Linked DNA regions of Mus musculus: all the other regions are linked to region 5. Evidence: chromatin contacts called from public promoter capture Hi-C data. All regions are on one chromosome and are shown on one strand. The core of a region is the stretch at or near the end of the contact, and the rest is flanking DNA. Distances in the headings are between cores, read along the strand shown. Region 1 holds the start of Nupl2 (nucleoporin like 2). Region 2 holds the start of Fam126a (family with sequence similarity 126, member A). Region 3 holds the start of Atg9b (autophagy related 9B). Region 4 holds the start of Klhl7 (kelch-like 7). Region 5 holds the start of 6030443J06Rik (RIKEN cDNA 6030443J06 gene). Region 6 holds the start of Ptpn12 (protein tyrosine phosphatase, non-receptor type 12). Region 7 holds the start of AI506816 (expressed sequence AI506816).

Region 1 (2,700 bases), core at 150-2,649, 1.6 Mb after region 5:
TTACCAGTTTTACTCCTTTTAAACATAACTCAATTTGTTGTGGGCGGGTGTGAAGATTCAAAATAGTGGCAGTTCTCACTTTGGTAAGCTGAGGCAGGAGGATGACTGAGACCATGCTAGATTACACCTACATATAGAGCTATCTAGATTGTGTTTCCTATTACTATGACAAACCCTGGTAAAAGCAACCTCAGAAGCATGTGTTGATTCTGGCTCACAGATTAAGGTACAGTCTAGCACAGCTTGGACGGGATTTCAACAGGAGCATGAGACAGCTGGGCACATTGTATTTGCAGTCTAGCAACAGCAATGGATGTTCAACTTGAATTTGCCTTTTTATTCAGTGTGTGCCCACTCCTTTGAGAATGCAGTCCTCATTAAGGGTACATCTTTCCAGTTCAACCTTTGTGAAAGCATCTTCACAGACATGCTCAAAGGTGTGTATCTATGGGGATCTAAGTCTGACCCTCCAAGTCCAGAGATTTGTGTCTATGGTGATTCTAAAAGTAATCAAGTTGACAGTATTTACCATCACAAGTGTTAGGATTACTAGTTAGAGTTTTGCTTTTGATCTCTCCATCCTCTAGCATAACCAAAATATAAAATGAGACTCAAGGTATACTTTGAGTCTGAGGAGTCTCTAAGCTGCCTTCAACTCTTAGTTTATCCCCATTCTCCAATTTTAATTTCCAAGAGCAATTTCATTTCATTGTTATATAATGTACTTGTTTTATACTGATACAGGGTCCTGCATGAGAACTGTAAAGATAATAAATGAAACGTAGTGGGTGTACGGTTTTGATCTTAGCACTAAGGTAGGTGGATTTCTGTGGGTTCGAGGCCAGCTAGTAAGACCGTATCTCAACAAAACAAACAAAACAAACAAAAAACAGTAAATTGGATACTTTCAGAAAACCTTTATCTGAAACTGCTCCTGAGGAAAATCGGGCTGCTTCTGTGTCGGTTTTACTCTTTGTCATTTTTCCTGATGAAATTTCAAAAGGCAACATTTACGTGAAATTTTAAGACATTACCGACTAAGAAACTAATAGATGCTTTTCGCCTGCATTGAGTCCTGTTTCCTGGTTACAGCTGGCTTTCTGTAAATAATCTCTCTTGATAAACAGATTTTTTTTCGTTGTTAAGCCCATTTTTACCTCCCCCCCCCCCAAGTAAATGTAAAGAACGAATGAGTCTCGCAGACTGTATACAGCCAACTAGAGGGTTGCTGGTTGTCTGCTATATCTGGTATTCTCTAGATTCGGGTCCGGGTTCAGGTCCGGGTCCGGGTCCGGGTCAGGGATCCAACGACCGCGTCCCATTTCAGCATACCCGAGCGCTGACAGCTCTGCTCTTCTTAAATCCCATTGGCTAAAGCCCACGCGGCTCACGGCACACTGGTCACAGAGCCTCTGGGCGCGGGGCGATGACGTCACACTAGCCGGGCCTCGGTTGCTGGAGCCTGGGCCCTCGCCGGCGACCGCGAGCAGGGTCGAGCTGGGACGGCGCTACCATGACCATATGCCAGTTTTTCCTTCAAGGCCGGTGCCGCTTCGGAGACCGCTGCTGGAACGAGCATCCCGGCGCCCGGGGTGCGGGCGGGGCTCGGCAGCCGCCACCGCAGCAGCAGCCACCCTCAGGTGACGGTCTGGGAGCCTTGAGCCAGGGCCACTTGCTGCGGACGCACACCTCCACCCCGGGCCCCTGCCCTGGCATGCGACGTCTCACCCCCAGTAGTTTGACAAGTCGTTTCTGATCGTCACACGTGGACAGGCGTTTGGACTTGGGTGCTCCTGTCAAACACTGCGTTTTTAAATTAGAGATATCTTCATCAAAACCTCCTTTTTGGTGAATGGCAGTGGTAGGGAGAATTCACGTGGGTTCATTCAGACCCCTTTCTCTACTCTTTCCCCTTCCTTGTCCGTGATCACAAGCTCTTAAAATCTGGGCTTTAGTTAGTAGCTTCCGACACTGGGTCAAGAACCTTACAAGTTTTGTGGAAAGGGTATTCAGGGGTTAGACATTAAACCAGCACAAAACAAGGTTTTAGAAGTCAGATAAATACGTTTTGTTCTCTTAATTTTGGAACCTAGTTTTTTGTTTGTTTTGGTTTTTAGGTTTTCAGAGATCGGCTTTCTCTGTGTAACAGCCCTAGCTGTCCTGAAAAACTCTTTGTAGACCAGGCTGGCCTTGAACTCACAGAGATCCACCTGCCTCTGCCTCCTGAGTGCTGAAATTAAAGTCATGTGCTACCACTGCCCAGTGGAACCTAGTTCGTGACGTTGTCAGTGGGTGCTTCTCTTTCCCCTTCTCTTTAAGGCTCCTCCAGCCCCTGTGTTCATGCTGGTTTCATATTTCCAGTCTTTTCGTGGAGGAGACAGATTGTATCATCTACAATGCTTCTAGTGAAAGACTCCAAATTAGGAGTCAGGTTCCGATAGATACTGGTATACTCCCAGGGACTGCTGAGAGGAATGTTTGCCATTTGGTCTCTGGAAACCTACTTTAAATGTAGTAATTTGCAAGTAAATGTTCAGTAGATAGATAATTAGGGGAAAAATACAAATAAAACTTTAGAATGAAAAGAAAGAAAAAGAATGCTTTGTAATTTTAAGGCCCACATTTGGGCCTTAAATACCTCTCTCTTTCCCTCTGCTCTGCTCCATCTTACGTAGCTTCCTGTTCCTCCTCCTGTGAGAG
Region 2 (2,700 bases), core at 28-2,527, 1.5 Mb after region 5:
GGAAAACACACCTCCCAGAACTATCGCATTGTTTCAAGGTTACCCTAATCTTTGTGGCTTTATGTAGATAAAAGTTGTAACAACTGAAAACCTCAAACTGCAACGCGTGGCATGAACCACAGGGCTGGCACATCTCCTGCAAAACCTACCTTGTTACCCAAAGGACACCCAGTGTACAGAAAGCCAGTGTTACCCTGCATGCAACCAGTAGCAGTCTCTGTATCGCAGCAGCACTCCCCCTACCTGAGCAGTGGAGCCGCTGCCCGCGTGCAATAGCGTTTTATCCCAGAAGCGATTCAGTGCAGTGCAAAACCACTAGGGCCAAATTCTTCAGGAACCTCTAAACTCTAAAGGTACAAAGCAAACACATGCACGCTGCAGGGCAGAGACCCAGTTTTGCTGAAGCTTGCAAACCTGGGGTGTTTTCGTGCGGGGAGGGGGGGGGCAAGGAAGGAAAAAAGAACGAAAGGAAGAAAAGAAAGAAAAAAGAAAGAAGCTTACAAAAAAACAAAAACAAAAAACCGTTCAGTGGACAGAAAACCCTGTCGATCCTCGAGGGCGGTCACAGCAGCCGCAGAAGAGGCAGAACTCCAGGGTCCAGCGCGGCGCAGGCAGAAGAGGAGCTCTCCTGGTGGTGGACAGACAGACCGGTCTGGCACTCCGAACCCCCAGCCCCACGGGATTCAAGACCCGAGCGAGCACCGCTCTGAAGAGCACCGGGTCTGCGGAGCCAGCGTGGGCGGCGAGGCCAGGCTTTGGGCGGCGCGGACGGGTGGGCAGTGGCCATAGGCTACGGTGGGCTCTGTGCTAGGCCGACCCTGGGGCACCCCCAGCTCATCGCCCAACCGGGAACGGAGCCTCGTTCACAGCGGGCAGCCGGCCGCGGCCAACTTAGGGTTCTCGGGCCGCGCCTCGCGCGGGAGCCGTTACCCGCAACGGGCCGCCGCCCCAGGACGAAGTCCTACCCGCCGCCGGCAACAGCTTCAGCCCCGCTCCTCCCAGACCAAAGAAAGTTCTCGGTCTCCCGGCGCCTCAGGGGCCGGCGTACGGCTCGCGGCAGACTCACCAGAGCAGCTCCGGACCTACCGCGGCCTCCCCCCACGACCACGGCGACCACGGCGACCACGGCGACCGGGCGACTGCGCTCCGCCGGCAGCCGCGCCACCTGCCCCTCTCCTTCTAGCAGCACGAGTCCGGGCGAGCCATCTTCCCTCCTCTCTCTGACTGACAACCCAGCCCGGACAGCCGCCACTGCCGCCAGCCTCTCTGACAGGCACCACCAGAGACCCGTCCCCAAGCAGCCAACCACCACCGTCCCACACTGGATCAGCCTATCACTGACCCCCAGGGTGGGCCCAGAACAACTTCTCCACCAATGAGAATCTGAAACTATTGATGGGGGGGGGGCGATTTGAGTGGGCGTGGTCTGCGCGATGGGCGTGGTCCGGGAACGCCCAGGGGAGACGATTGACTGTGTGGTTAGTGGTGACAACTAAGAAGTTCCATGAAGGTCTCAGGATCTCTCTGAGCCCTTTAGACCTTAAGTCTTACCAGATGCTTTAAAACGTAATCAGAAAAGGACAGCAAGCTGATATTCAATTACTCGAATCATTTCCCAAAAGTATATCAAAATTTGACCGGATTCTGGGGGGTGTGTGTGGGGTGTGTGTGTGTGTGTGTGTGTGTGTGTGTGTGTGTGTGTCTGTGTGTGTGTGTGTGTGTCTGTCTGTCTGTCTGTCTGTCTGTCTGTCTGTCTGTGTCTGTGTGATTTCGGAAATAGCAATTAAAATACTACCTTTTCTTATGTTCATTGCTTTTGACTTTAGCCTTGAAAATTTCAAATATGGTGTCTAAAAGACAACTGAAGAGTTAAAAAAAATATTACTGCTTTTGCACCCATGTGGAAGCTCACAACCTCTATAACTTCAGTCTCAGGGGATCAGTAGCCCTCTTCTGGCCTCTGCCCTCATCCAGGTACACATGCACCTAACACACACACACACACATAAATTAAAAGAATTTTAATAGTAAAAGGGAGGATGGAGAGTTGGCTCAGAGCTTAAGAGCACTTGCTGATCTTCCAGATGAATGGGGTTCAGTTCCCAGCACCCACATCAGGACTCTAGTACAGCAGATCTGACACTTCTGGCCTCGAAGGTATCTGCACACATATGGTACACATACATACATACACACTCAGCCATACATATATACACATTAAATAAATAAATATTTTTCTTTAGAAAAAAATTAAGTATATTTCTCTACTTTTTTCCATAAGCCATTTTTCGTCTTCCACACCTACTTATCCTACAGATAACGTTTTATATATATATATATATATATATATATAGCCAATACAGCATATGCTCCGAGCTCCCCCTATTACAACCCTCTCAACTCAAATCTGGTTGAATTAGAAAGAAAGAGAGAGAGAGAGAGAGAGAGAGAGAGAGAGGAAGGAAGGAAGGAAGGAAGGAAGGAAGGAAGGAAGGAAGGAAAGAAAGAAAGAAAGAAAGAAAGAAAGAAAGAAAGAAAGAAAGAAAGAAAGAAAGAAAGAAAGAAAGAAAGAAAGAAAGAAAGAGAGGAAGAAGGCAAATTTCAACCTGGAAGAAAGGAAGTCATTCTAAGTTAATGCTAGAGATGACAAAATGTCTCCCAAAACACTAAGCAAGTTTTTAAAACATACCAAAGAAATAA
Region 3 (2,743 bases), core at 97-2,596, 1.8 Mb after region 5:
TGCCTAGCATATAAAGCCCCGGATTTCATCTCCGGCACCACGTAAACTGGGTACAGTACTGTGCCTGTAATTCTAGCACATAGGAAGTGGAGGCAGGAGGGACAGGAATTCAAGTCTAGCCTAGGATACATGAGACCCTGGGTCAAAAAATCAATAAAGTAGAATAAATACTAAAATCAAGAAGAAAGAGCAGAGCTTAGGGATAGGACTGGCTTCTCACCCCAGCTGGAAGACATCCTCCAGCAGGATACAGGCAAAGCCATTCCGCTGATGATAGCTGTAGATGTGGCAAGTTTGTCAAGAAATTTGCCTAAGCCTACGGACTCTTCCCGTAGAAACTTCCCCCACTCTTCCCTGCTCCACAGTCCCCCCACCATGCCCCTCTGCATGCTGGGCACAAAGGATATCTTGGTGAAAAAACTGTCCAGGTTCTGGATGTGATGCCAGGAACCTGGGCACAGAGAAACAGTGTCAAGACTTGGCATTGTCCCATTTGTGATTAATTTCTCTATCAAACCCAAACCTGCCTCGACCCCCTAACCCACCCAACCTTCCATATACCCACACACTCACCGCGGAGTCCTTCGGGTACATGAAGCAAGGGTTGGTGGTCCTCCCCATGGATAGGGGAGTCTTGAGACCCCTCAGGGTCACAGTCCTCTAGCCGTTCATAGTCCTGCTCAGGGATCAGAGGGCCCATCCGCAGCCCAGGATGGTCCTGGGGGCGCGGGCAGGAGGGAGGGGGAGTGGCCGAGGCCAGGGGTGGGGTGGAGTGGGACCCCCACGAGGGGGAAGCAGAGGTGTGTATCATTGTGGGATGGGCCTGCGTTGAGGGTGTGGTCGGGGTGGGTAAGACATTGTGTGGAGTCTGAGAAGCCCCTGCCTCCTGAATCACCAGGCAGGGAGACCCTGAGGCCGGAGGGAACACTGAAGAGGAGCAGCTTCTTGTGCGAGGGGCAGGGGACAGAGAGAAGACAGAGATCCTCCTTCCCCCAGTTCCCCGGCATGGAGAAGCAGGCAGTGGCAGTGCCATAGGGAGCAGAGGCACTGAGCTGGGCCCCAAGTCTCCCCACCGCCCCCGTTGCCTCCTGCTCCCCCCCCACCCCGTTCGTCTCACCATCAGGCCGCAGCTTCTCTTGAGAGGTTGAAGGGACTGGACTGCTGTTGTTTCCACAGAGGTCAGTGAAGCTGAGCGGAGACTTCAACAAGGAGCAGGACAACAACAGCACTAGGTGACTCAGGCTGGGCAGGCCTCAGGCATGCCAACCCTCAGCCACCTGTGTGATCACTCACACTCCTTGCAAGGCAACCTGGGGCCCAAGCCCCATGCCTGGGACGGACACCAGTTTAGGAGGCAGGGGCTCAAGAGCTATTGGGATTAGAAGAGACACCTATGATCTCTGCTTTCAGTCCTCAAGGGCACAAGTGGCAAAGACAGGGCAGCTGCAACAAAAATAATATGCACAGAGAGCAAAATCCTATCAGAGGGCTCTAGCATGTGCAGACAAAATAGTGAAGCTCTCGTTCCTACAATTGCACTCCCATCCCTTCACACCTGTGGGCACCAGTCAGTAGAGAATGATTTAAGGCCACATGCCCAAACAGGAGGTGCATTCAGATTTCCCAGCACTTAGGAGGAGACAGAGTAGCGGGATCAGGAGACTGAAGCTGTTCTGGGCAACATCTGACCCTATCTTAAAAAAAAAAAAAAAAAAAAAAAGCTGTATATTTTCTTTCTCTGAATGAAAGAGGGCAGACTTTGTGGTTAGCCAGGAGAAAACAAGGAGTAAAAGGAAGGAGTGCTAGCCATCCTAGATTGGAGCTTAAGGAAAAAAGGCTGGTTCCTTGAGAGTTCCACTGTATCTTCCTTATCCTCTTGAACCCTGATGTACTCTCCTCCAGTCCTGACCTGGTGTCGGGGCCTCCTGAGACACGTCAGCGCAGGAAGGCAGGGGCCTTGAGAGGATAATTTGGGTGTGTGGGGATGGACTGGCTCAGTTGAGTTCTTTGTTGTTGCCTCACCCGGGAGGAGGAGGCCCAGGTGGCTGGTCTGATGGCTTGCCCAACGCCATTCCCAAGGCCATGAGTCACCAACTGCCCTACTGAAGCCCATGCCTGAGATATTGACTTATGGAGCAGGTGTCAGGGCCTCCAGCGATCAAGCCAGTATCTCAGAGGCGGAGAGGAAAACTGTGCTTCCTAGAGCATTTCCTGGAGGAGCGTGGAGGACATCCATGGAACATCCCACAGGTTTATCCCAGACTGCCTGATTTTCTTATATAACAAGAGTTCATGACTCCCATACTTTTGTGTCTAGGTAAGGTGCAAAGCTATGCTTTGTGGCAAAATGGAATCCCAAGGAAGTGGGCGTGGGGGGGTACCCCGGTGGCAGGAAATTCCCATGATCTTTCTGAGACCTCTAGAGAGAGAGAGGTTAAGTGTGGCTTTAGCTGGTACCTCCCTCTGACATTACTCACATATAGTATATACTTGCTTAAGACTACCTCTACACACATCCTTATCTCCTCAGCCCCAAACTCAAGCAAATTCTGGCTCATTGCTCTGTCTAGTTTCACTCTGCTCATTCCAGAGCATGACTTTGCGACCCTCAGCTCAAGAAAAATTGAGTCCCGGAAGCACCACCAATAAATGACAATGATACTAGTAACATAACAATGTTCAAATGTCCAGATGGATTACCAGAGAGTAAATGTGAGCTAGAAACAGCACCCCCTGGTGGACA
Region 4 (2,898 bases), core at 121-2,620, 1.6 Mb after region 5:
AGCACCCGACTGCTCTTCTGAAGGTCAGGAGTTCAAATCCCAGCAACCACATGGTGGCTCACAACCATCCGAAACAAGATCTGACTCCCTCTTCTGGAGTGTCTGAGGACAGCTACAGTGTATTTACATATAATAAATAAATAAATATATTTAAAAAAAAAAAAAAAAAAGTTGGGTGAGCAGGGACAGGAAGATCTGGAAGGATCTGAGGGAGAGGAAAAATATGATTAGAATATATTTAATTTAAAAGTTATCTTAAATAAAACATGTTGAAAGGGGGCATCATATATATATGACGTCTAAAACTTCCAAAAGGATTTTCTCACTGTGCTGTGGTCCACCAACTTGATGCTCCCACCAGTGTATCTGGTAAACGCCTTGATTAACTTTCTTCCCCCACCTCCTGCAGATAAATATATTTATCTAATCTCTTTTATAAAGAAACATACTGTCCAGGATATGTTCAATCCCTTTTTAGGCCATTGCTGACCCTATGCAGCTTAAAATAATTTATTTAATTTTCTTTTAAGCAGTTATTGTTTTAGATCAACAGCGGTCTAGATCATTTTACATAAAACTTCTGTCTAGTTCTTCATACATCTAGGTAGAAAACTGAGGCTATGTAGAAAGTTCATTACTAGAAATAACGACTTCAGTCCTGTGTATTCCTAAACAGCAAAATAAAAAACTCATTATGAACATGTTTCTGTGAGTTCTAGGACTGAGTTCTGTATTCCAGTAGAACTGCCCGGGGAAACCTCAATAAAGTTGGCTGGAACTAACACCTGCTCTCTAGTTTTTTGGTTTTTTTGATTTTGTTTTTTTCCCCAGACAGGGTTTCTCTCAGTAGTCCACCACTCTCTGCCTCCACCACCACCATCACCCACCAGATCTGTTTTAATGAGAAAGACAGCCTACTAAACAGGCAGGCATGTCACGGAGAGGAGAAATCGACAGGACAATGGTTTTGCTTTCTGAATCTCAAACAAGTAACTCTTGTGCTTATCCTAAATAACCTTTGCCTTGCAGTATGCAATTTTCCTGTAATAGTTACTGAGCGCCTACAATGAGCCCCAGTCTGAAAAGGCAGTGAAGAACTGACCCTGTTCTCAGGGAGCTTACGCCATAGGGAGACGTCTTAGTTTGTTCTATTACACAATTATCCAAAATAGATCATCACGAAATCTAAACCTGGGAAGTCGGCCTTTGGTAGAAGAAAAGCACACGCGAGCTTGGATCAGGCCGAAGGGTACCCACTGTTGAGGACGCCGCACCGCGCGACGCAGCCGGTTGCTAGGGCGTCGCGTGGCTGTGACGCACTGCCCCGCCCCCTCCTCCTTAGAGCGCACCCCCCCCGCCCGACCCAGTGCGCATGCTTGGGACTCCCTTCGCTTGCAACCGTGGCCGAGTTGGCTTCGTCTCGTCCTCCTTCGGCTTTCCCGCAGTTCTCCGAGCTCCGCCGCCGAAGCCGTGCTCCAGACTGCCGCGTGTGGCGGGCAAACTGTCGCCGCGAACCCGCAGAGGGCAAAGAGAGGATGGCCACCTCCGGCGTGGAAAAGAGTAGCAAGAAGAAAACTGAGAAGAAACTTGCGGCTCGCGAAGAAGCCAAGCTGCTGGCGGGGTTCATGGGCGTCATGAACAACATGAGGAAACAGGTGCGGGGCGGTGCGGGGTGGTGCGGGGCGGTGCGGGGCGGTGCGGGGCGGTGGGCAGGGGTCCGGCGGAGGCTGGCGGCGGGGCCGGCGCCTTGGCTGACGGCCTGCTCCGCCACGGGGCTTCCGAGGCCCGCTCGACGGGGACTCCTGCGGCGGGCGGGGGGCCTCCGGGGCGGTTGTGTAACCGGTCTCATCCAGTTCCCCGTGAGGCCTGGAGCCTTCCCTTACCGTGCGGTGTCATCTGGAGCTCTCGGAGGGAGGCTCCCGCCCCGCCGCCCTGTCACCCAAGTGGCACGAGTTGATAAATCACCTGTCATTTAGGGCGACGCCAGTCACCAGTAAATAGCAGTTTTCTAAGGGTTCTGGCGCCACTGTTAACCAAGAGGATCTCTTTGTGCTGTCTTTGATTTTGCCGTGTATTGGAGAAACCGCAGCATTTGGTTGAAAGGTGGGTTATGAAAGGCACGGCTTAACGATGGAGACGGTAGATAGGTGTTTGATAGAATTAACTAGATTATAACCTCCAATAGACCGGTAAGCAGGGGAACACCACTTGGTTGGTTTTTGGTTCCGTGAGTTTTACTTGGTAGAGAACACATTATGGATTCTGGGGATGTTTGTCAGTTTGTTGACTCTGAAATCTGTTTTTCAAGAGGACAAAGCACTACAGATAAGCTTGAGTGATTAAAAAACCTAATTCGGCTTTCTGACGCTTTTGCTGTGAGTATGGGCAGCAGAAGAATCTTAAGATTTATTTCGGAAGATACCAACTCCTGATTTCTTAAGGCCAAACACTGGTCGCAGCAGTCTTCTCTTTGTTCACAAGATGGCACACTGCTCTGGTTGTAGCGGATAGATACTATGTTTTCAATGCCTATATCTTTCCTGGTTTTTATGCTGAAATAGCTGTGAATGGCTGGCTTCTTTATTAAAATGCATCTCTTTTCATATTTGTGTTCTTTTTGTGTAACCTTTTTGAGATCTACAGAATTGATGATTTGAGATTGCAAGTGTCTTTGATGTGTACCTCTAGTGGTAATTAAATCGAACTCACTGGTGCTTAAATTTGTTTAAGCTCATTCTGGTATACTCCTACTGTCCCGAACTGTGGCAGATGTGGGCTGGAGCTTTGCAAAGCATTACCTCATTCCTTAGATAGGCTGCAACAAAGTCACAGCATCCATCAGGTGTTACAAGAAGATGGTCTGAACCAACATGTTATTTAGTTCTTTGATTTTAAAAT
Region 5 (2,700 bases), core at 136-2,635:
ACACTTGCTAAACATATAAATTAGTCTTCTACGAGCATAGCTAGCTCTTTTTTCTTCTGTAGCTATTTGCTATAGTGGTTCTTTGTATTTCCCACATGCAAACTTCCTTGAAGAAAAATATTGTTTTTGTTAGATGTAGTATTAAATAAGAGCAAAGGTGAAGCCTTTTCTGGGACCCACTGCTAAATCAGCCCTACCTATCTTATTTTGCTAATAAAGTATTCCTCAAAAAAAGAGGAGTACTTTTGGTTAGAATAATCTGGGTTTATCAAGTCCAATGAAGGAATGTACAGAGCATAAACAATTATACATTTCAATAATATAGGTAACTATAACTGAAAGCATTATAACTAGGAACTACAGATGCAGCTGACCTCTAGAATTGCTAACATGACGCCTTTTAGATGGAGGGAAGTACTTTTCCATGACTATTTCATCTGCCACCACAGACGCACTGGATCCGACACTCTGCTGGATGAAAGTACATTTCTAAAGGAAGACTAAATGGCTATTTGTATTTGCTCATCTCCCAGATAAGATCCAAGTGCAATCAATTCTAATTAATGAGCACAATGCAAGGCAACTGAGAGAAATGAATGTTACTTCAGCCTGTGTTCACTTCAGAGGCTAACCTCTCCCCTCTAAATCATCTCATCTGGTCGGCAGGGAGAGAAACCCAAGCGAGACTTCTCCTGGCTTTTATAATTCTAGAAAAGCTGAAGGATTTTAAAGGCTAAACCACAGCGTTACCCTAATTGGCCTTGAAGCCAATCACCTCTCTGTATTTGACCCAATCTATACCTCACTACAACGGGCGAACTGGCGTTTAGTAAACACTCTGCAAACAGACTTCCTACCCAAACCCTGTTCTGCAGCAACTTGCAGTAGCTATTTGGGGCTCACATAATCTCCAAAGTGTGGTCCAAGTAAAAGGAGCACTTCCTAGCCGACGTCCTGTAGAGCAGGCCAGCTCTTCCTCTGCAGTCTCCTTTAAAATAGACTGAGAAGTTTCTTTGGGTAAGTGTGGGGCAGTCATACCGCACCTCCATCTTAACATAAGGGGGATAGCCTACCGCCTCGCAATCCACACAGTACTCCCCCCAAACGGAACGGATCCAGGACGCATTCGCCTCTGGCATTTGGGAAGCAGTCTGACTACAATACCTCTCCAAACAGGGACTGCAAAGTGGACACTTGGGCCTCTCGACAGAGGACCATGCTCTCCAAGTGAGACATTTTGGCGGGCACCACCTGATACTGCAGAGCAGTTGGCCTCCGGTCAGCCCTGCGCCACTCAGGCGTGGTTCACGTAGAACAACCGCAAGCTTTCCGGCCGGAAGCCTGGGCTGGGGGCGGAGCCAGCGCGGTCGAGTGACGTCAGGGAGCCGCGCGACAACGTGGGCCGCTCTAGTCTCCAGGCGGCGGTGCTCAGTGGTCGGTTACTGGTAAGTGGTTATCGCTTCCCACTCTGGCCTGAGCTTTCCAGCCTGAAACCCTTACACAAGCTGAAGGGCGACCTGGGGGCACCTCACCGCCCACCTTCTGTGTCTTCAGTTCCCTCCAGAAAGCCGCACACATAAAAGTACCGACAGAAACGAGTATTCTTTAAAAAAAAATTGGTTTTCCTCTGGCAAGAAAGTGGACAATGGGAACTCTGTGGAACTAACTAAATAAAATCATTTGTTTGTCTTTGCAAGCTTGAAACTAGATGTGGAAGTATTCGAGTGTTAGTGAGGGTAATCAGTAAAATTAACGTTGTCCTTGCACATTTATAGGACACCTGGAAGAAGAAAAGCCTTGAAATGAAAGAATGTATAGGAATAAGAAAATTCGTGTCCAAAGAGAGGGCTTTGGGTCCTGAAAAAAAAATTTGGTCTGGAAACATTGACTCAACTTTTTCTGAATTTTGAGATGTTGGGAGAATCTTTGAACCGTTTATTTATAAACTTCCTTATATAGAACATAAGGACTATAGTAGAGTATTTTTAAGAATAAAAGATAATGTACGCAGTGTCTGCTACACATAGATTTCATAAACAGTGCAAAAAGACAAGGAAAACACGGCACCCATATTAGAAAGAGGCCCATTATGTATTATTGAACAATACAACTGCCTGTGGAGGAAATCTAATTACCACACACACACACACACACTTTGGTTCCAAAGTGGTTGTACAAGTTTGAATTACTACCTGCAATGAAGAAGTATTCCCCTTACTCCACAGCCTCTACCATAAGTAGTTAGTGACAATCCTTTCCCAATCTGTAGGCTGCTGTTTGGTCCTGTTGATAGAGCCCTTTGCCTTACAGAAGCTTTTCAGTTTCATGAGGTCCCATTTATCAATATTTGATCTTAGAGCCTGAGCCACTGGTGTTCTATTCAGGACATTTTCCCTATGCCAGCGTGTTCATGGCTCTTCCCCACTTTCTCTTCTATTAGACTCAATGTATCCGGTTTTATGTTGAGATCCTTGATCCACTTGGACTTGAGGTTTGTGCAAGATGATAAATATGGATCTATTTTCATTCTTCTACATACAGACTGCCAGTTAGACCAGCACCATTTATTGAAGGTGCTTGCTTTCTTTCTTTCTTTCTTTCTTTCTTTCTTTCTTTCTTTCTTTCTTTCTTTCTTTCTTTTTCACTGTATAATTTTGGCTTCTTTTTCAAAGATCAAGTGTTCATAGGTATGTGAGTTTG
Region 6 (2,700 bases), core at 167-2,666, 1.5 Mb before region 5:
CTTCCCAAAGTCCCATTTCCTTTTCCATTCCCCAGACCTCCAGGGTTTACAACGCCCCAGTCTTGCGCAACATCCGTAGGAGCAGCAGCCGCAACCACCGCCTCCAAAGCCGGGAAACAACCCTAGAGGGAACATTGTCCAACAGAAAAATAAAAGGAGCGAGGAGGGGGTAATGTAGGAAGTCAGCTTCTGGTCCCACGCCTTCGGAATTGATACCCTCTCTCCAATTATGCACCTAGAGAAATTTCACATACTAGACTTTTAACCCCCACCTCCACTCACTCAAGCCTGCCTACACAAGCAGAGGGCGGAAAGGGGGGTGGCGGAAAAGGGGGGACGGGAAGGTTATCTCCCAGGGCTTCAGCCCATATAGTCGCCTCCACCCTACCATGACTATTGTTCCCAGCTTCCCCACCCCCACCCCGGATAGGAAGTGATAGTCACATCCCCTCCGGCTTCGGCAATATCCCCTCAAGTCCGGAGTGAGCTTCCTTCAGGATAACCCCCATCCACACTGATATCCCCCTCCCTTTTCGATCTAAAGTCACACTGGCCTCACAGCCACCTCAAACCTGGGTCTCAGGACGAAAAGAAACCTGACCAGATAAATGGAGATCAGGTAAACCATGAGATTCCTTATGGTCAAGCCTCTGGCAAGCGCTGAGCTAATAACTGTGAACCCAGACACGGAGTCGTCCTGCCGTCCACTCGGACCAAGGCCGGCATCCGTACAGGGACCCAGCGAGTTAATGCTCTACACCCTCGCTCTCCGGCAGCCTCGAGCCGCTCCGCTGGCCGCAGCCAGACAGCTCGCCTCGACCCTCCCCGGAGGGGCAGGCGGGGAAGGCAGGCGTGGGAAGGCGAGCCCGCACTCCAGCCGCCGCCGCCCGGCCGGGGAGACAATAGGTAGTCGCGGGCGGCGGGGCCGGAGCGGGCTGGGCCGGGGAGCGCAGGTAGCGGCCGCGGAAAAGAGAGGCTGAGGGGCGGGGGTGACCTCGCCTCCCGCAAGCTCGCCGACGGCGCTCGCGGCTGGGCGCGCGCCCCGCGCCTGTCCTCGCACCGCACACAAAGCGCTGGCAGCCCCGACCGACCGGGAGAGGCGAGGGGAGCTCGGCGGCTGGCGACACGAGGCGCCGGCGAGAACGGACACTCACCATGAAGTCCCGGGCGAAGTTGTCCTCCCCATTGTGATCCGGACTCTTCATGGCCTGGACCCTCTGGATGAACCTCCTCAGGATCTCCACTTGCTCCATCCTCCCGCGTCCCCCCCGCCGCCCGCCCGCGCGCCGCAGCGCCCGCTCCGTCTTCCCCAGCTCGCTCCGGCCCGCCCTCCCTCCCCGCCGCGCCAGGCGGCTGCGGCTGCGGCGGCACCGGCCGGGCTCCCCGCGCAACTTAAAGAGCAGCGTCGCTTTCCCCTACTACGAGGCGAGCCGCGGGCTAGCGCCGGCCCCAACCCCCAGCCTGCCCCATCCTCCTTCCCCGCCCTCCTCAGTCCGAGACGCCGCCGCCTCAGGAACACGGCTCTCAGTTCGCCCTGCCCCCTTCCCGGTTCTGCCTCCCCCCCCACCCCCCACCAGCAGCCGCAGCCGCCTCTCCCCACGGGCGCGCCCCCGCCGCCACCCAGACGCGCGGGCTCGTACGGCGGCCCCGCCCCAGAGCGAAGACCCAGCCGCCCCCGCACGCCCGCCCGGGCCCGCCCCCGCCCGCTCTGAGTGGCTGGAAGCCGCTTCCGGGGCGTGGCCCTCTCCTAGGGCGCTCGCCGCTCGCTGCGGTGAGGCTGGCTTCTGGTGGACGTCCTACGTCTGGAAGCCCGGCCAAGCCCAGTGGGTCAGACAGTAAACTTCAGATGGGGCTTGCGGCCTCCGGGTTTGGCGGGGAGGGAAAGCTGATTCCAAAAGTGCTTCAGCGCTACTGCCGGCCGCGGGCTGGGACTACAAGACCCGCCTGCAGGAGTGCCCGGAGCAGGGTGGGACAGAGGTATGCTGGGAACTGTAGTAGAGCCTTCACCTTCGCTTTACGAATGCCTTGGTGAGGGTCTCCCAAGGCTTTGGCACTTTGGCTAGGAGAAGCCAATAGTTTCCAGAGTGAAAGGGTTTACTCTTCGCAATCTTTCTAATCCCAGTGAGGGAAAGCTCTTAATTCGTAATGCATCTTTCTCATTGCACCTTTTTTTGCCAAGAGGAAGACAATATTGCTTCCTATCTTTAAATTCTCACGGTTTCAGAGTTGAATGGGTGACATTCTTTCGTAGAATAGAATTTGTGACTCTTAGCAGACAGAGAGCGTGCTGATGCAATCTGTCCTTTCATAAATAGAAATGATTTGTCCAAAGTTCACCCCCCCAACATGTTCATGTGGAGTCAGAACTAAAACGCAGGTTCTTTTACTTTGACTCTAACTTTTACTTTTTCTCGAAAGGACGAGAGTTTGTAGTAGTACACAGTTGCACAACTGAGGGATTTGATCCATGGACTGACTTTGGTCACCTACACCCACAAACAAAAAACATGTTTTCACAGAACAGGCTGCCAGGAAATATGCTTAAGATAGGAAATATCAATGCAGGAAACATTTCCTAAACCGATATTTGGCCGCACTGTGAAATTTAATTAAAAAGAAAATCGAAGACAACACATGTGAGTAGCAATATACAGTTACACTTTAAAATAAAATACAGGAAATAATGCATCTGATATGTAC
Region 7 (2,880 bases), core at 181-2,680, 1.2 Mb after region 5:
CATCTGATGATGGAAGGCCTGCCTCTGACTAGCATTTATTCCTGCACAGAGCTCTGATCTTCATACTGCTGACAGCTGGAGTCCATTTTATTGCCTCTGGGCCATCTTTCCCACTGTTTCCACCCCAGAAGCCAAAAACTCTTAATGTTTAGAGGCAAATAGTACTGCAGGTAATAGCGGTACTCTTCCTTTAAGAAAGTGAAACATTGTCTCTGATTTCAAAACCAGAAGCAGCATCAGATGTGTCTCCTGAGCCTGAATGAGGAAGGGAAAAATAATTCCTCACCTTAGAAGCTGGCTCATGCTGCCCTTCACTCTCGAAGGGGCTCAGCAGAACCCTAACCTCTAACGGAAAGAAAACTACCTCGCAGGGAACTTGTTTACAAGAGCCCACAAGCCTATTCTTCCTCTAAAATGCCCTTTACCAGGTACAGTGGCTTATGTCCATAAATGCCAATACTTAGGGTCCTAGAGCACAAATATTCTCTGGGCCAGCATGACAATCTGTCTCAATAATCAAATAATCTTTTAAAAAGATTTATTTCTTCTATATGAGTGCACTGTTGCTATCTCCAGACAACACCAGAAGAGGGCATCAGATCTCATTACAGATGGTTGTGAGCCACCATGTGGTTGCTGAGAATTTAACTCGGGAACTCTAGAAGAGCTGTCAGTACTCTGAGTCATCTCTCCAACCCTGATATTTACGTTTAATTGGTGTCTCAACCAGCCACCTCTTAAACAGGGAGGACTCCAGGGTGCTCGCTGAACACCTATACCCGGTCTTAGGAATTCCAATTCACGATTCCTAAATCATGGTTTAGAGGTTGCCTTGCTTAAGTGCTAATCCAGTCGCTCAGATTTCTCCCAGGACCCAAAACCCAGACAGGCTGGGTCTGTGTCAGCAGTAGGGTAATCCAGGTCCTTTAGGCAGAGGTCCCTGCTGGACTCGCTTGCAGGTATCCGCCTGAATATACCCTCAAACCTTAAAACAAACGAGCACAAAACAAAAAGCCCAGCCTCTGTGCCAAGCGGCATTTAAAGGACACGTGCGGCGGCGAGGACGCGCTTGAGTGGGCGAAATTACCCCTGTCCTTGCTGACACTGGGATTATCCTGCCTCCTGTTACTTTCCGAGCTCTGATCTCATTCGCTTCCTAAATAGGCGATGTCCCTGTCATCCGAGTCTTGGGCGGGCGGGAAGCCCCGAGTGTGCCCAGGACCCGGGCCGTCCGGACGCCGCGCCTCCACCTGGGAGGGGACAAATCCGGGCAGCGCAAGGCCGATCTCCTGTCCCACACAGAAGGGACGCGTATGGGCAGGGACCCGCGCCACGGGCGAGCGCCGTGAAAATCTCCGAGGCCACGTGGCGTGGTCCTGGGACTCGCAATGGTGAGAGTACTTACCAGGAGCGCGCCGCGGCGGAAGAGCAGGGCGCCAGGGCGGGACCGAGTTTAAAACCGACCGGACATTGAGCACCGGGGCTCAGCCAACCAGAGTGGCCCAGCGCCCCTCCTGCCCGCCCCTTCCCCCGTTCCCGCCTGACTCCAGCGCCGGCCCTAGCGTGTCCCCTGGCGGCACCAGAGCCTCCCAGCCTGCCCCTACCCCAGGGCAGCGGTACCACTCACTGGCCTGACTGTGGAATATGTCACCTCTCTGAAGGTTAGAGGAGCATCTTGGAGCCACATCACTTGGGGATTTCTTTTTCTTCTCCCCGTGCTTCTCAGTCATATATTGAATTTGGTACTTTTAATTGACCCACATCCTTTTGTGCTTATTTTTATTTGAAGACCCATATGTAACGAAATTTCCTCCTCTTAAGAAAACTGAGACATCATGGAGAGTGGAGTGGACTCTCTTAAGAGGGGCTGGTACAAGGAGAGGACCCCATGCCTAAAAATCCCACTACTGGCTGTGCATTTTCACCCAGGAGGCACCTGTGCCTGTCAGAATCAGGCTGGGATATTTTGGGGTTTGTCTTGTTTTTTTGTTTGTTTGGTTTTGGTTTGTTTTATCCCTCCCCCCCCCCCCATAGTGTTTCTCCATGAAGCCCTGGCTGTCCTAGCACTCCCTCTTTGACCAGGCTGGGCTCGAACTCTCAGATCCACTTGCCTCTGCCTCCCCAGTGCTGGGGTTAAAGGCATGAGCCACCACCCTGTAAGGTGGACCCTCTTTACTAAAAGCAACTGTCCTTCTAACAAAGGAAGACATAAACCGATAATGAGTGACAAAGGAGAAGGGAGAGAAGCGACTACATGGCCAGGAGTGCCCAGGATTGTGACCACTGTGTGGGAAGACACAGGAAAGATCCCTTCAGTGGTGTTCAGAAGCAGTTGGTTCAGCTGATACCTTGATTTTGGACTTCTGGCTGCCAGCGCTGATCTGGCGATTCCGTGGAAGCCATTAAGGGCTTTGTTAAGGCAGCCCAGGAACCTAGCATAATGACTGACAAGAAGGGATTGAGTCCTCCCAGTGGTTAAGGCTAGCATCTCCTAAGGACTTGCACACAGTAGCTCAGTAGCTGTCGAATTACTCAGGTGGTGAGGGATGTCATGGTGAACATCTTAGTCATGATGCCTGAGTTTAGGGACTTTTTTGCTAGACATTTATAAACTCATGAGGCAAACCAATGTTCCCATCACCCGAAGAGTTTACATTCTCTTCTAAAGCAGGAGTTCTCCAGAGAGAGAACAAAGGGGAGGAGTTAAGAGTGGGAGGCAGGAAATCACACAATCCCATGCCTTCCTCTAGGGTGGTCTACAAGCCAAAGAAACATTGTGGGGCCACACCCAGGATCCTCTGCCCTAATTTGTTTTTTTAAAAAGATTTCTTTATTTATTTTATGTAAGTACACTGTAGCTGTCTTCAGACACCAGAAGAG

The links. Promoter capture Hi-C pulls out the DNA fragments that hold promoters and counts their contacts. Capture Hi-C pulls out chosen DNA fragments and counts their contacts.
Region 1: a contact with region 5 is called in a promoter capture Hi-C map of pre-B cells, with 4 times the contacts expected there. The contact joins the promoter of Nupl2 here to the promoter of 6030443J06Rik in region 5. A contact is called at or near these places in 3 of 39 promoter capture datasets (the C10 cell line, liver and pre-B cells), 2 of 484 Hi-C or Micro-C datasets (CD4 T cells and pre-B cells) and 1 of 115 datasets of contacts at active chromatin or transcription factors (thymic regulatory T cells).
Region 2: a contact with region 5 is called in a promoter capture Hi-C map of pre-B cells, with 5 times the contacts expected there. The contact joins the promoter of Fam126a here to the promoter of 6030443J06Rik in region 5. A contact is called at or near these places in 2 of 39 promoter capture datasets (liver and pre-B cells), 1 of 484 Hi-C or Micro-C datasets (pre-B cells) and 1 of 115 datasets of contacts at active chromatin or transcription factors (microglia).
Region 3: a promoter capture Hi-C map of pre-B cells shows a contact between it and region 5, with 4 times the contacts expected there. The contact joins the promoter of Atg9b here to the promoter of 6030443J06Rik in region 5. A contact is called at or near these places in 2 of 39 promoter capture datasets (the C10 cell line and pre-B cells).
Region 4: a contact with region 5 is called in a promoter capture Hi-C map of pre-B cells, with 6 times the contacts expected there. The contact joins the promoter of Klhl7 here to the promoter of 6030443J06Rik in region 5. A contact is called at or near these places in 2 of 39 promoter capture datasets (liver and pre-B cells) and 1 of 484 Hi-C or Micro-C datasets (CD4 T cells).
Region 6: a contact with region 5 is called in a promoter capture Hi-C map of pre-B cells, with 4 times the contacts expected there. The contact joins the promoter of Ptpn12 here to the promoter of 6030443J06Rik in region 5. A contact is called at or near these places in 2 of 39 promoter capture datasets (hippocampal neurons and pre-B cells).
Region 7: a contact with region 5 is called in a promoter capture Hi-C map of adipose tissue, with 3 times the contacts expected there. The contact joins the promoter of AI506816 here to the promoter of 6030443J06Rik in region 5. A contact is called at or near these places in 2 of 39 promoter capture datasets (hippocampal neurons and pre-B cells), 1 of 115 datasets of contacts at active chromatin or transcription factors (microglia) and 1 of 9 other capture datasets (adipose tissue).

Annotation. Positions count from the first base shown.
Region 1 is chr5:24,163,564-24,166,263 of GRCm38.p6, forward strand. It overlaps Nupl2 (nucleoporin like 2), which reads left to right and starts at 1,400. Exons shown (of 7, transcript NM_153092.4): 1 at 1,400-1,640. The coding sequence starts at 1,514.
Region 2 is chr5:24,029,413-24,032,112 of GRCm38.p6, forward strand. It overlaps Fam126a (family with sequence similarity 126, member A), which reads right to left and starts at 1,278. Exons shown (of 11, transcript NM_053090.3): 1 at 1,067-1,278.
Region 3 is chr5:24,390,797-24,393,539 of GRCm38.p6, forward strand. It overlaps Atg9b (autophagy related 9B), which reads right to left and starts at 1,347. Exons shown (of 14, transcript NM_001002897.3): 1 at 574-1,347; 2 at 408-451; 3 at 221-285. The coding sequence starts at 1,120.
Region 4 is chr5:24,099,220-24,102,117 of GRCm38.p6, forward strand. It overlaps Klhl7 (kelch-like 7), which reads left to right and starts at 1,371. Exons shown (of 11, transcript NM_026448.3): 1 at 1,371-1,655. The coding sequence starts at 1,536.
Region 5 is chr5:22,549,028-22,551,727 of GRCm38.p6, forward strand. It overlaps 6030443J06Rik (RIKEN cDNA 6030443J06 gene), which reads left to right and starts at 1,386. Exons shown (of 3, transcript NR_102315.1): 1 at 1,386-1,445. Orc5 (origin recognition complex, subunit 5) reads right to left here and starts at 1,311. Exons shown (of 14, transcript NM_011959.3): 1 at 1,165-1,311. The coding sequence starts at 1,236.
Region 6 is chr5:21,054,495-21,057,194 of GRCm38.p6, forward strand. Ptpn12 (protein tyrosine phosphatase, non-receptor type 12) reads right to left here and starts at 1,417. Exons shown (of 18, transcript NM_011203.3): 1 at 1,155-1,417. The coding sequence starts at 1,253. It overlaps Gm42221 (a long non-coding RNA gene), which reads left to right and starts at 1,573. Exons shown (of 4, transcript XR_880864.3): 1 at 1,573-1,977.
Region 7 is chr5:23,711,237-23,714,116 of GRCm38.p6, forward strand. It overlaps AI506816 (expressed sequence AI506816), which reads right to left and starts at 1,431. Exons shown (of 5, transcript NR_015554.2): 1 at 1,406-1,431.